2 separate regions of the Mus musculus genome follow, and region 2 is linked to region 1. A link is a contact called in public Hi-C data. All regions are on one chromosome and are shown on one strand. The core of a region is the stretch at or near the end of the contact, and the rest is flanking DNA. Distances in the headings are between cores, read along the strand shown. Region 1 has its middle 36 kb from the start of Otor. Region 2 has its middle 140 kb from the start of Otor.

Region 1 (2,838 bases), core at 149-2,648:
TGAGGTTTGCTCAGTCTGCCATCTTATAGAACCCAGGACCACTAGCTCAGGGGTAGCCCCACCCATAATGGACCTGACCCTCCCACATCAGTCATGAATTAAGTAAACGCCCTAATGGCTTGCCTACAGCCCAGCCTTATAAAAGCACTTTCTCAGTTGAGGGTCACTCCTCTCAGCTTGTGGCAAGTTGACATAAATCCTGCCAGCACCTAGAGAAATAAAAGCCTGTTGGCCATCAGAGCTGAGAAGCATTCGGGCGATCTCTAGAGCTTTTGGTTGTCTCTGTGCCCTCTGTCATCACCCCCTGAACACATCAGTCCTGTAAAAATTCTTGACTTTGATAGTCAGGAAGCCAAATTTAAGAGAAACTGCAATTCCAAATATATAAAGGAAAATCTGTTTTTTCCTGAGTTTAGTGGTGATAGCAGCATCAGGAGGCTAAGACTGGATGAATGTTAGTTCAATGCCACTCTGGCCTACGTAGTGAGTTTGAGACTATCCTGTACTGCACCACATATAACCTATGGAGGAGGAGATGGGGGAAAGCTAGTCATTATTTGTTGGGCTAAAAGCTCTTTGTACACATTTCTTTTTCTTTTCCTTTTTGCATACTAGCACAATACCACTGACTCATACATTGATTTTAGCTCTCAGTCCTAGGGCTATCAGTGGTGGTCTTCCTGTTAGCAGAGTCTCACGGTGGTTGGTGTAGGGGCCAGAGAAAGAGAGTGTGTGCATATGTCTCTCCTGGTCTCTCTCTCTCTCTCTCTCTCTCTGTGTGTGTGTGTGTGTGTGTGTGTGTGTGTGTGTGCTTTTGAAGCTGCCTGCATTCAGTCACGGAAATGCTATCGGGGTCACTGTAGCTGATCATAATCTCCTGCCAGAGACCCCTCCTATACACACCACAGTCAGGTGCTGGCTGCTTCCACACCCTTAATCACAGTGAAGATTAATGAACACACAGAGAGATCACGGCATTTTAACTTAAAGAAAAAACTTGGTGTGCACCATGAGAGATGGTTTGGGGGCCTCTGTACTGCAGAAGGGATGGGAGAAATGGTGTTTCTTCTCAAAAGGGAGGGATGAGGGGTTGGAGGAAGAGGCGACAAGAATAAAGGGATGGTGCAGGCTAGAGCAAGTGTCATGGAAGGTGGCCAGGATCAAAGAGAAGTGGCACTGCTATGACTCTACTGCAGTACCACTCCACGTCTGTGGACCTCTGCATATCTCTGAAACCTCCCACAAATGCAGCACATTGCTCACCAATGCACCTGCCAGTCAGCTTCTAGTGAAAGTTAAAAAAAAAAAAATGGTTGGGTCTCAGGCATTCTTGGGCAGAGTTGAGAGTAGGAGGCTGTCACTGCAGAAACCCAGAAACAATCTGTCGGAGCAGATTTTGGAACTCGGCCACCTAAAGCTCCCTGATCAAGCTGGTTTACTTGAATGCCTGGAAAGTGGGGTGGGATGGGAGAGACTGCAATGTAGTAGCCATGCTAGGCCATTGCATGTCCCTCCAACATTCCATAGGAACCGTACTGCATTTTCTCATCTACTGGTGGATAGAAAAGGAGTGTGAATCATTTGGAGCAAGGCTGAGACACTAAGTCAGCACGAGACATGGGGATTCCCTCCAGAAAAGCAGAGACATTAAAATCTGGAGGGAAAAATAGCAAGCTTGAGTCAATACAGCAAAGGGGATTTGTGTGCAAAACAGGAACTTAGAAAGGTTAATGGAAGCAGGTCTGCTCCAGAGTTAGGTCTCCCTGTAGAAATGACATTAACTTCCACAGTGCACAGATACAGAGAGTCAAGATGGACAAGTTATGTTGGAGTATGCTGTCATTGATACACAGAAGAGAAAGACACATTTTAGAGATTGCAAGGCTGGTTAGGAAAGAGAATCCTCTAAACTCAACTTACAGCAATCTGTGATGTCACAGCAGGAGAGGCACGTGCATATATCGTTGGAATAATGTGGTTTCTTAGAACACATTCCCCAAGGAGTAAATTCTGGGTTCTATTGTACAGCTCTCTGTGATGCTAGGGAACTGACATGTCTGACCATACTGCATGGCTACCATGCAGAGAGACATCGCTCTGAGATACAGTCAGTCTATGGATTTGGCCAAGGAGATAATTAGTTTATGGGCACTGGGGTGAGTATGATTAGTGAGGCATCTCTGCCCACTCTCAGAGTAATCTGCAGGCCACTTAAGGCAGTTTCCTTTTCACATAAAGAGCAACCAAAGGCAGAGAAGAATCTCCTTTGGGGAAAGCTAGATCTCATTTGCAACTGATGTATGTAAATCTCTTACATTTCCACCTTAACCAAAGCCTCAAGTTTAGGTTTTATGTGTTTGTGGTGCCATCTGCTGGTAAGATGTAGATTTCATATTATGAGCTCTCAATTCAATTCTCCAAACTTTGTTCTTTTACACTGAAAAATTGAGGACTCCAAGTACCTTTTTTTTTTTTTTTTTTTTTTAGATTCATTTATTTATTATGTGTAAGTACACTGTAGCTGTCTTCAGACACTCCAGAAGAGGGAGTCAGATCTCCTTAATGGATGGTTGTGAGCCACCATGTGGTTGCTGGGATTTGAACTCCGGACCTTTGGAAGAGCAGTCGGGTGCTCTAACCCACTGAGCCATCTCACCAGCCCTCCAAGTACCTTTGCATGGAGCATATATATAACATTATCAGTGATACTGTAATTAGGAACTTGGAAAAAGTTCTTATTTGTTTATGTAGGAGAGTAACAACAATTAATCCCATATAAATGTAAATAATTTAAATAAGAATATTGTTCTCCAAATTGTAAAATTATTAAAAAAAGTG
Region 2 (2,838 bases), core at 183-2,682, 100 kb before region 1:
AATTCCATAATGGAGGTAGAAATGGTTCTCCTATGGGGAAAGACAAGAGACAGGAAAGTAAGAGGTGTACAGGAAGAGGGTGTGTGCTGTACCCACATTGGTTTGATCACAGAAGCCTGGTTAACATTATTATCCCATGTCAGCTCTTCAAACATACACATTCCCAGGCAGGGCATCATATACTCCCTCCTACAGCCCCATTCTCTGTTTTTCTCTTAGTTACATAACAGATATGGGCTTGTAATGTACAAAGCAGTACTCCAGAAGCAACAGACAATACAAAAGCAAGTCAGATGTTATCCTCCGTAAGCTCAATGACAATGGACCATCAGCCTGGGAAATAAGGAAGGCCTTATGGAGAAGAGGACCTGCATTTGACTTGAGGAACAGTTATTAGGGGAAGAACATGGGTAAAGGGATCAGAAAGTGGGAATCCAAAATGGGAGATTAGGTGCAAGGAAGACTGAGAATTGTGAGTTTTAGGTCAGCCTGGTACCTTGGTGAAACACTCTCCATAAAAGTGAAAATACAAAAAAAACCAAAAACAAAAACAAAAACATGGAAATCAGGAAGAAGGATGAAGAAAGGCTGAATGTACAACTGGCTCAACATGCGAAAAGTCCTGAATTCAAGAGGTGAATTTAAAAAGACACAGATGAGGACAGGACATAATAGCCATGGGTCATATTTGATAGTAACTTCATTACTGTGGTCAACATTTCAAAGTTCATTAGAGAGACAGCTGAAGGGCAGTTCAGTGCCTAAGGAGCAAGTAAAAAGATTTGCAGCTGTCAGCTAGGACACCATAATAAAACCTCACAAACACAGGCAAGGGAGCTTAAACAACACAATGTTATTTACTTATCACAGTTCTGGAAGCTGGAAGTCGAAGAAGAAGGTATTGCGTGGCCTCGTTTCCTCTGGCTTCTTTTCTGAGCTGGCACAGCAGACGCCTTTTATCTTTTATACCCATGTAGTCTAGCCTTTGTTCTATGTCCAAATATCTTTTTCTTAAGATGATACAAATCGGATGTCCTTTAATTGCTATCACTTTAACCCACTTGCTTCCTTACAGACTCTACTTCCAAACTCAGTCACAGTCTGAAACACGGGGGTTAGAACACATACATTTTCAGAGGACACACCAGCCCATACCATGGGGTAAGATGGAACATGAGGAGGACCTTGAGTGGTCACTTAAGAGGCTTTTCAGCAACCATGGCAGGCAATGGCCTCAGAAAGAGGCAAGAAAGTTCTATGATGAGCATTGATTGGCTGTCTTTATTCCTCAGGAGGAAGATCTCACTACCAAGAGTTCTGCAAAGCATGCAGGGAGAACAAAAAAGGCAGCTAGATTAACTCGCCAAGATCCCTGGACCCAAAGTCGTCACTTCTCACTGCCTCTCTGTAGAGAGAGGGTTGCTTCTGACAGCCCACCCACGCACAACAAAATGTCTCATTGCTCTGTGGGCTCCGTGCATTGGCATCACATCCCCTCATGCCTGGAATCTGAACCACCGCCAGGACATTCCTGAGTGACAGCTCCCATGAACTAATTATTAATGTTCTTGGCACTGAGGCTGGGTGGGCATTTATTCCCATTACTCAGGGCTGGTGATAGATGGGGATTTGCACAGGCTGCATAATTTCTTCATGTCTCCATAAGTCTCTGCCTTCTGCTGGCATTTTAAGGAATGTATTTTTACAGAAGTTGGCACTATTCAGTAATTTTCCAGGAGGGCACATTGCCCAGGCCAGATGGACATATTTTTTTTTCTGGTTCCAGCTGGTAAGTCCTGTTTGATAAGATCCTATCCCATCCTACTTGAACAAGGATGCACAATTTGCTTGCAAGTTGGGTAGTGAAAAATGACCCTAGTGGCAGGTTGTGACAGAGGGCTGAGGTGGGAGGGCCACCCTGGGAACTACAACTATTGCCAGAGTCAGAAGCTCCACAATCACAAACCTGATGAGTGCCAAGGAAGGGCATTTCTGTTTGAGCATACATTGTGGGGCAGGCTGTCTTGAAGCCCTAAAGAGTTTCTCCTTTATAGCATTGATATCTCTGTTCCTCTCTGAATCTTTCCATGGTTAGACAGAGAATCCTGACATGGTCAAGACATCACTACAGTGTCCAATTTTACTGCAATATGGGATCCTTTGCTATCTGTCATACAGAGCAGGTGTCAGCTCAGGTCTCCTTGCACATCATCCTCAGCAGGAGAGTGCACACCAAGCAGGCAGGTCGCATACCACTCTGGACATGGTGCCCAGTGCATGGCAAAGACCTCCTGGAAGATAGTCCTTGGGCTCTACATATGGCTTCGCTTCTCTCACTTTTTGATAAGCACGAGTCTAGAGGGACTGAGTCCAGGCAGCACTTTCGAAGAAAGCCACTTTACCTAAGAAGTAGTGCTGGGCACACCTTTGATCCCGACACTTGAGAAGCAGAGGCAGGCAGACTGAGTTCAAGGCCAGCCAGGTCTCCAGAGTGAGTTCCAGAACATCCAAGGTTACACAGAGAAACCCTGTCTGGAAAAAGCATTGGGGAAAGGGGGGAGTAATGGCACCATCAGTGAATAAACACACCTGACTTGTCTCTCCTTTCCTTCTCTGTAATTGGGCATAATTTTACATCTGTTGAATGTTGATCACTTTTATATCTTCTCCCCATCTGTTTCTCTTTCTGATCTGGAGTCTGTGTGTGTAAGAAAGTGGCCCCTCTCTGAATTCTCTCTACTCACGCATCTCATGTTTTCCTTCTGGTGAGGATCCTACGGCTGCACTCTGCCTAGCCATCTCTCTTGCTACAACCTCTTCACTGTTTTCCTGCCTTCC

The links. A called contact is a pair of places that touch in the nucleus more often than the background predicts.
Region 2: a Hi-C map of cortical neurons shows a contact between it and region 1, with 2.9 times the contacts expected there. The contact joins two enhancer-like sites. A contact is called at or near these places in 6 of 484 Hi-C or Micro-C datasets (cerebellum, cerebral cortex and cortical neurons) and 1 of 115 datasets of contacts at active chromatin or transcription factors (embryonic stem cells).

The regions. Positions count from the first base shown.
Region 1 is chr2:143,113,466-143,116,303 of GRCm38.p6, reverse strand. No RefSeq gene overlaps it. Among named protein-coding and RNA genes, the nearest start is that of Otor, 36 kb to the right of the region's middle. Within about 2 kb of position 1,398, at least 12 of the 459 cell types and tissues checked have an H3K27ac peak or open chromatin away from gene starts, as enhancers often do. A contact at or near this core is called in cortical neurons, where this site is marked.
Region 2 is chr2:143,216,870-143,219,707 of GRCm38.p6, reverse strand. No RefSeq gene overlaps it. Among named protein-coding and RNA genes, the nearest start is that of Otor, 140 kb to the right of the region's middle. Within about 2 kb of position 1,432, at least 19 of the 459 cell types and tissues checked have an H3K27ac peak or open chromatin away from gene starts, as enhancers often do. A contact at or near this core is called in cortical neurons, where this site is marked.